Linked DNA regions of Zea mays: region 1 is linked to region 2. A link is a contact called in public Hi-C data. All regions are on one chromosome and are shown on one strand. The core of a region is the stretch at or near the end of the contact, and the rest is flanking DNA. Distances in the headings are between cores, read along the strand shown. Region 1 holds the start of LOC100278408. Region 2 has its middle 36 kb from the start of LOC100278408.

Region 1 (4,744 bases), core at 856-3,355, 37 kb before region 2:
TTGTTGCAGTGCCTGATCCAAAACTACTTATATTCAAATTTGTCATGCTACTGCCAAGTGTGTCAAGCACTTCCACTGCTTTTCCAAGGCCAGCAGTACTAGCTCTACCCAGAATTGAGCTTACTTCCGAAACCTATTTCAACAAGGAAATAGAACATCAAACATGGCATAGGGTCTAGCAATCTCTCTGACCGAGCAGAATTTTTGAACATTTCATGGACAAATAGTTAAGGGTGAACATTTCAATTTAGCAACGATAAAAGTTCATCTTTCATAGGTTTAGCATAGCAAACCATTTTATGAATGGCTGGAAGTCATAAAGCTATAGTAGTGTGGCAATAAATAGGAAAAGCTACAACAATATTCTGGCAAAGTAATAAGAATGCAGGTGAAAACAGCATAAACTGCATTGCATTTGTAGGATGTGCACTCTCAATCACCCACAACTGTGCAGCAGTTCCCTTCCCACACAACACTCTAAAAAAGCCCTCTTAGCCGATTAATAGTTCATGTTGGTGAAATAGCCGAACATATGTGTTCCTATCCAAGGACAAATCTTTAGGTATATTCCATCCTTTCAAGTCCTCTTTTTCTTCCTCCCCCAATATCAAAGGATCCCTCTATGCACCAGTAGGGTCTTTGTTTGAAAGTCCAAACCATCTGAACTGGTGTTGGACAAGATTTTCTTCAGTTGGCAGTACCAGTAGCCCATATGTTGAAGTTAAGTGAAATGGCCGCCTTTCCCCATTACCTTAAACTTTTTGGTTGAATAGGTCAGTACCAGGGTCAAATATCTCGATTCTCGAGTTCGAATCCTGGCAGACGCAATTAAATACTCCTATTAAGTATGAATTAATTGCCCGTCTTTCCTCATCATCGTAAGCACTCAAGATTTTATTCAGTTGGGTTCAATTGGTTAGTTCTTGGTCCTTTCTTGTGTGACCATAAATCCAAAGCAACATACACATTCATTATAGCAGAGAATAACAAATTCCTTGCTGCCAAGCACTCAAGGAAAACTTATTAAAATTCACGCAAAGATGTTGGTAGATCATCCTCTAGTTCAAGATGTCAAAATGTCATGAAAAGGCTAATGCTACAGAAAAAGAAAGCTCAAAATTCCCATGAGAAAAGTGCACTAATCCCTAAGCAACATTATCAGCACGAACAAATTACACTGATATAAAAAACAATTCAGTTTTTTAACAGACGAGGCAAGAAATGATTGATTCAGCAATAATGCATTAAAGTAAGTACTGAAAACTTGCCTTATTCGCCACACCCATCCCCGACTTCTGAGATGGCAACCGTGCCAGTGGTGGCACCCCATCCCATGGTGCTGCAGTGTTATCCGCGGTAGCTCCAGGCACTGCCGTTTGCGACACCGATACAGGCAGTGGTGGCGCTGCTGGCTGCTGCTGCTGCTGCTGCTGTTGATGTTGCTCTTCTTGCATCCTCTTGGCAGCAGCCTCCCCCACCACAGCTTTCTTCTCCTCCTTCACCACTAGACGGTCATGGCGGTCAACCTCCCGGCCGGGGCCGAGCGTAGTGTCGCTGGGTGACTTGTCCACCGCCGACCCCTTGGAGCAAAAGCCCCCCATTTCGTTGCTCCCTCTTCAACCAAACCCTAGGCCCTCAGTGCCCACCGGCGGCTCTCACCTCCCACGCACCGAAACATTCCTGATCCCCGCGCCGCCGGCTCCCATCCGTACCAAACCTATCCAAGCGAAAATGAACCAGCTCGGAACGAAGGTCGCGACCGCAGTACTACACTCCAACCGGCGAAGCCGCTCACCTGCAGAAGCCATGAGAACAGCGCCAAGTCAGAAGAGAGGCGCGGAATTTCCGCGCAAAAAGTAAAGAGATTTTCTCCACACGAACGCATTTTCACCAGAAATTGGCGCAAGGGAACGCACCTGCGGCGGGTGGATCGGCGAGGCGGGACGAAATCGGGCGCAGAGGCCCTAACCTCTGGAAGGGGATCGGTGGATTTGAGGGAAGTGATGAGGCCGATGGGCAGGGTGGGTGAGCTTCGTTCTTCTTTTTGCCTTGTTGGAGGGTACAGCAGTAGCCGGGCAAGGAGGGTCCAACAGCGGAACTGCGGCAGGGAGGGTCCAGCCCACTGCAGACTCCACGACCACGGTGACCAACTGCCGCTGCCCGCTGCTATTGCCACACGCAGGAGGCGCACGCACAGGCACAGGAACAGGCACATCAGCGGGCGCTCATAAATTAACGCGGTTTCGCGGCGGCCGTGTTGCCGTCCGTGTCTACGCAGTTATTAGGTACAGTGGTGTTTAATGTATAATCTTTTGAGCTGTCTAAAATTGTATTTGTAAAAAAAATGGAGCCATCTTTTTTGTGAAGAGATATCTCTGAATTGTAGCTTAAATAGTAACAGATGTCTTACTTCCACTGTACGAATTTGTTGTCTGTTCAATCGATTCGATGTTATACAAACGCATTTACTTTTATATTTATTAATAGGCTACATTTATAGACACTCCATTGTATAATAGAGTATCTTAGTTACCTCTTGTGTTTGAAGAGCCGTTTTGGTGTCTCTCTACTATACATGTCCTTAGAGGTTTATCGATAGCAATTGCATCAATCATAAATGGGTGTTTAGTTTCTAGGCAATAATTTGTAGTTTCTCTAGTTTATTTTGGTTTAGTTTTTAAATTGCAAAATACGGAAACTAAAAAAATATTTTAATTTATGTATTTGATAATTTAGAAACTAAAATAAAATAGGATGCAAGAGCTAAAAAAATAGTTACTAAAAACCCAATACCCCTAATTTTCACAACGTATAACATGTTTGCTTTGGATGCAAATAAACTCGCAAATATTTCCTTTTTCGTGGATTGTTTAATTAAACGGAGAGGCGGGAGTTAAAAAAAACGAGCTTGAGCAAACAGCGAGAAGCTATTAGCTAGTCGTGTTGATTTGCGTCTACGTTATTTTAACACTTAGGTAGTGTTTGGTTGAGGAGCCAAATAGAACGGAGTCGTTTCATCCCTGATTTTAGGAACAGAGCCGCTCTGTTCTGTGTTTGGTAATCTGGAACGGAGCGGTTCTGTTTTTTGTTTGGTTGCAGAGTGAACGGAACGGAGCGTGACTGTGAGAGCGGGATTGGAACGGAGCGGCTCCGTCCCATTGATTTTTTGGAGCGGAATGGTTCTGGATCTGAGGAGAATATTCTCTAATTGGAGCCATTCTATTCTAATTACTTTGTAACCAAACAACAACAAAACTTGAACAGAACGGTTCCGTTCTACTTGGCTCTTCAACCAAACACTACCTTACTTGCTGGTGTTTCCTTGTTAGCATGTCATGTGCAGCGATGACTTGAATTGTCCAATATAATAGATTTCTTTGACTAGCACTTAGGTTAATAGTACACCGAAAATATACTAGCTCATAACCTCATGTGATAGTGTAAGAAATATGTGCAAGCATCGCGTGACATGCAATTTTGCAAAACTTTTATCATATATACTTACTATGTTCTTTTTTATTTATCATGTTTTAGTTTAAATATAAATTAGCGGACGACAAATATTCTCGAAAACTAAGGTAGTACCGTAGTAGTATGCAGAACCGCCACTTGCATGAGTTGTTGAAGATTAATCCAGTGCAGTGAACCAAAGCATTGTTTTCTCCATTTATCATGATTAAACCATATGAACACATGCATGTGAGTAGTAGTAGCAGCAACAGCTAGGTTGGAGTGTTGGTGCAAGCAAACCTAAACCACCACGCATGGACTTGCAGCAGCACTAGGGAACAACACTCCAGTTAGTGTGTGGAGCTAGATCATGTGGCCAGGAGATCGAGCAGGGGTGCTAATCTATGGCTTAGCCAAAAAAAACAGGCAAGATTAATTTTAAGGCAAGCTACACCGGTCTACGATTCCCAGTCAAGTTGAACACCAACTTTTCTGCTGTCGTGTTCTCGTGTACCAGGTCAACCCTCACACACCACTTGCTCCAACTTGTCCACTGTAGGAAAATAAGAAAAGGCCGGTGAAAGGGCCCCAATTGTTTCCATCTGGTTATCCGTTACGACGATGAACAGCGATGGAATTAACTTGTCGTATGTGTAATACAAAACATTTACTTCTCTGTCTGGTGCTCGACTCGTGCCTCGGTATATATGGTCGTCGCCTTGTCGGCATAAGAACACTTACGGGGTGTTTTGAAGTGAAGTTTTTTCAAAGTTTTGGAAGAATACTGCAGTATTCTTAAAAACTGTAGTATTATATATTAAAAGGTGTTTGGCAAGCCAGCTAAAATCTCTGTTTTCAAAAACTAAAGTATTACAAATACTGCAGTTCTTTTGAAGTATTCTAAACTTAGGTTTATACTTCAGTTTTCTCTGTAAAACGCAGTTCGCGCATCTCTACCGCGTGCAAAAAAAAATATTTTGCTTCCAAACACCTCTATGTATCCAATACTGTGGTATTCCAAAACCGTAGTATTTTAAATTGTGGTATTGTCATGACTAAAGTATACTGTAGTATTTCAAAAACCATGATTTTCAAAAACTTTGTTCTCAAACAAGACTTTAGAGAAGTTTCAAGCTAACGACAATGATTTACTTTACTTTCGTTTACCTCTTCTTCTGTACTGTACTTATGGATTTTATTTTTTTTTACTAATTATTACACAGAATAGATCCACAAATGCATACCACTCCCTTCGTTTATATATATATATATATATATATATATATATATATAT
Region 2 (4,552 bases), core at 1,929-4,428:
TAGTCGACGTGCCCGATCTACCCCAGAGGAGGAAGACGAGGCATCAGCAACTGACCTACACAAAAGAGCAAAACAATACATGGTTAGTTAGGGTTTAGAAACGATGCAAGTGAGATCTAGGGTTAGGGTTTACCTGTGCTACTGGAGCCCGATGCCGGAGAATACGGGGGCCACCCAGACGACAGACATACACCGATTAGAGACGTCGACGAGAGGAGGGCCGGAGGGGAGGACTAGACGACAACACGAACTCACATAGTTCACCGAGAGAGAGGGGATAGGATAGGGGAGAGGGTAGAGAGGAGCTGGTGCTGGATCGAGGTCACCGGTGTCGAGGGCGGGCGCCGAGGTCGCTGGATCGGTGCGGAGCCGCGACGGAGGAGCCGAGATGGAAATCGCCAAGTCGGGGAGAGAGAGGGAGGTCGAGTCAAGTGCGAGTGGCCGAGTGAGAGATCGACGTCATAAAGTTTTTAAGCCTGCGTTCTCATTGGCGAAACCACTAGGAGGCAACCATGAAAGCGGTTTCTATGTTTCGATCGAACCAACACAGCTTTACGCTTCTTTCCAACTCTACCCACGCTTCGGGTTCGCACTTACTTTACGCCTTACCGAACTTGGGCTTAGTTCAGCCAGCTTCGTAACATGCCTGCTCAAAGTGAGTAGTTGGAAGTTCCTGTAAGCATCTTCCCATGAATTGACGTATATAAGCGTAGTTATCAGGTACGCCGTGAGCTGGATTCTATCCCCGAGGATAGAGATTGATGGGTAATAGTTTTGATAGAAAACTCGTATGTTAAGTTCTCTAGTTGATGTGATACAGCTCGATTCATCATTGATGTGAGTGAGGGGGTGGGAAATCGATGGGCCTGTATCGGGCTGGCCCTGTGGGAGCAGGCCGTGCCGTGCCGTCCCACGTGCCTGGCTTTCGCCCTAGGCACAAACTGCTCCATTGGGTCGTGCTAGCCTGGACCCATCACTCCTGTACCGCGTCGGACATGGACGGGGCCAAAAAAGAGCCTCAGGCTCGTGCTTTATGTACAACTATAGCTGAATCTTGGACTCGCCCATGCACCCGGTCTGTTACCATAAAAATCCTAATACCGAAAAGAACTCGAGTGTGGTTACCTCAGCCGCGGTAAATCTAGAGTCCCCCGTTGTCGTGACACAGATACTCCTAGTATGCGAAGGTTTCCGCTCAAGTATAAGGCCCCCTTTGGTAGGGCTTATTTTTCAGCTTCGGCTCTGGCTCATGCAAAAGTTGTGCCAAACACCTCTTTTTCAAATGGCTTCACCAGTGAAGTGCTTTTCCAAAATGAACTAGAGGGCATGAGCCAAAAAAAGTGGCTCACCCGGCTTCAGCTCACGTCATTTTTGCACAATAGCCCTCCCACCAGTCCAAATTATTATTTTTTGGTCCTGCCCTCAATCCCTAGCCACGTACAGGAGAGATATACATATACAAGGGTCTTTCTGAAAAACAACCTATAAGCCGTTTTGCCAAATGATTTTTTAGAATAGCTTTGGCTCATCTAAAGAAGTGGTTTCACCTCGTGAGCGAGAGCTAAATCTGTTTTTGGAGAAGCGAGAGCCCTGCCAAAGGGCCCTAAATCCCTGCACCGCACAAGGCTGTTTCCCGGATGGAGCAGCTAGGCTAGCTCCCGTCCACGTCTGACGTCTCATAGAAACTAACAAAACGGAGAAAAAAACAAATGAACGGCGGACCCTAGACAGACAGACAAGACAACGCCCCTTCCTTGGACCAATGATGGCAACCGGCTGCTACAAATCCGCAAGAACAGACAGCCCGTTTGAAGCGGTCGTCCTCCGCCGAGCCCTTTGAGGCCCTGTTTTGCGTCTTGATTAAAGGAATTGAAACGAATAAATCCTCTTCTATTTAGGCCCTGTTTGGGATAGCTCCAGCTCTAGAAAATTTGGTGAAGTTGGTGGAGCAGGTCATTAGGTGCTCCAGAAAATTGTGGAGCTGGAGCTGTAAGCCTTTTGAAGACAATTGTATAAGTCATTTTCTTTATTATTTATATTAAAAATATTTATAAAACTATTTAAATTGATATTATAAACTACAACTCCACACTGGAGCTAGAACCTAGATCCATCCCAAACACCCATTTAGTAGTGTCCGTGTTTAAGATACTCTAGGTTCTAGCTCCAGTGTAAAGATAAAGTTTATAATATCAATTTAATTAGTTTAAAAATATTTTTTTATTTAACTAATAAATATAGATTTATCTAAATGTTTCTAAAGTATTACAGTCCTAGTTATAGATTTTTTGAGGCACCTAATGATCTGCTCCATTAACTTTAATAAATTTTTTTAGAGTTAGAGCTATCCTAAATAGAACCTTAATCCACTTAATGTCAAATTATGCTTCATCGGATCCCGACACAACCAAACAAGTCCTAAATCAATAGTGGGCCACTCGGCACAGCGACCGGCTCCCGGCGGGGGGCGAGGAGGCGGAAGGCTAGCACATCATGTCAATATGTCATACTCCTATCCTATATTCCTATGTCCGTCCGTCCAACCACGCCGCGCGCACGGCTCAGGGCGAATAGGATCGACAGTCTATTCGCTGCGCTTATTCCAAAACGGCTATAGTATTTTTGTCACAGACTGTGTGTTAAAGTCACAGCGAACATGCGAATTATTGTTGGTTTCCGTGTCAGCGCAACCGAGTCCAAGCCTGTACTCGGCGACGGATCCCGGCCGGTTCGCGATCGTGACGCGCGCGCGATTTGACGGGCTTCGTTAGACTTGGATCGATAGGTCGTTCGCTGGACGCTGGTGGCGGTGGCGCTGCGAGCCGAGGAGTGGTCGGCACTCGGCAGCGCGTCGCCGGTGGCCGTGGGCCTTGGGCGGCGCGGACCGATGATGGAAACGGGGTGCGAACGCGCGAGAGACCGCGCGGCGTACGTACTACTACGTGAGCGTGGGGGGCAGGTGCCCGGCCGGAATCCTCCCCTCCTCTCCGTGCAGGCCGAACACGGGCTACTGGCCGCCGGCGGCCGGTTGGCTTGGCTGCATGCTGGTCATCCGCCTGCGCGCACTTGTACTTGCAGACGGAGCCACGAAGGCTCCACACGGAGCAAATTCGCGGTAGCATGCTGTGACTTGAGACAACACGAGACATGGCCCACTTACTGTGTATGTGTAGCCGAGAGGAAATGGTGCCTGCCTGCCACGACTCGTTCCACGCACGCGTACGTGCCCCTGCCCCCAAGCCCAAGGCCATGGGGGCCAGAAAACGACGAGACGACGCTTCTCTTTTCTCCATGCCTGCTGCAGTGCATGTGCAGTACTGCAGTGCAGTTCTCTTCCTCCGGTCCTCTATCTAGTAGTCGCCAACAAACGCTCTACGCCGCCTGGGGAAATTCGTGGCCCGGCCGGACCGGCAGACACAGACAGGTCATGCCATCTTTTCCCATGCATGGACGTACTTTTCGAATAAGTTCACACATGGACGTACTTGCACGTTAGAACTTGGAATTCAGGCGACAACAAAACAACGACCACCGCCACCCAGAATTCTCTGAAAAGATATTACAATTTATTTGTGGAGACCTCGAGTGGCTCGCCTCCATGGCGTTCCCCGTCGTTTAGCTCATTCTCCAGGCATGTTTGTTTCCTTTTAGATTATGTAAACTTGATTATAGTGCAAGCAGAGACAAACCTATGTAGGTCTTAGGGCCTAGCTAGGCCCCCACTCATTCCTCTTTGTAAGTAGTAGAGTCTGAATTTTTAATATGTTCTCTACTCAAGGCCACTTAGATGTCCTCATTTTGGTAGCCATCCTTACAAGTATGCCATCACTCTTATTTTGTTCTGAATCCGTCCCTGAGTAGAAGGGTAGAAGGATAAAATATTAATTTAGGACCACAAATAAGCTTGTAGTTCTAAAGTGATATTTTACCCTCCTATTCTTCCACCATAATCCAACTTATATAATCTAGGAGAGAAACAAACATCCCCTCAGGATTTTTGGAAGTTAGGATACTAGAGGAAATTTGAGGGGCTAAAATATCTTGTTATTCAAAATTAAATAGCAAAGTGATTTTAGACCCTTCAATCCTCCTCGTATTTTCCTCCCAAACAAGTCCTCAATGGTAATTTTATTCCACTATTTTCAATGTTTATCATGCCAATATAAGTAAGATAAAATAAACTAAAAAAGAATAAAACAATACATTCTTTCAATTAAGAGGTTATGACACAGTTTCATGCACAGGGCTCGCCTCCATGGTGTCCCCTTCGTTTATGGTTGCATTAGACGACCCAATCGTGTAATCCAACAAATATTTTGAGGTGGCAACACGAACAAAAAGTAAATATCCTAGGCAAACAAGGTGGGTAGCTGTTTTTGTTATTGGTAGGCTATGACCAGCAAATCGTGTATATGGCCGTCCAAAACATTGTTTGTACTTATTATTTTAGGGTGGAGTTTAACATAAAAATAATAATGAGTAAGATATTGGAGATAGCCTTAGAGTATCTTAATAAAATTTAAATCCATTTGCAATTTATATTTTTTGGTAA

What was found. Hi-C and Micro-C count contacts between places; a contact is called where the count stands out from the background.
Region 1: a contact with region 2 is called in a Hi-C map of ear, with 1.9 times the contacts expected there. The contact joins the promoter of LOC100278408 here to the enhancer-like site in region 2. A contact is called at or near these places in 5 of 25 Hi-C or Micro-C datasets (ear, leaf and tassel).

The regions. Positions count from the first base shown.
Region 1 is chr3:178,402,244-178,406,987 of Zm-B73-REFERENCE-NAM-5.0, reverse strand. LOC100278408 reads right to left here and starts at 2,105. Exons shown (of 13, transcript NM_001374044.1): 1 at 1,917-2,105; 2 at 1,269-1,795; 3 at 1-133. The coding sequence starts at 1,601.
Region 2 is chr3:178,366,462-178,371,013 of Zm-B73-REFERENCE-NAM-5.0, reverse strand. No RefSeq gene overlaps it. Among protein-coding and RNA genes, the nearest start is that of LOC100278408, 36 kb to the left of the region's middle. Within about 2 kb of position 3,178, at least 20 of the 20 cell types and tissues checked have an H3K27ac peak or open chromatin away from gene starts, as enhancers often do. A contact at or near this core is called in ear, leaf and tassel, where this site is marked.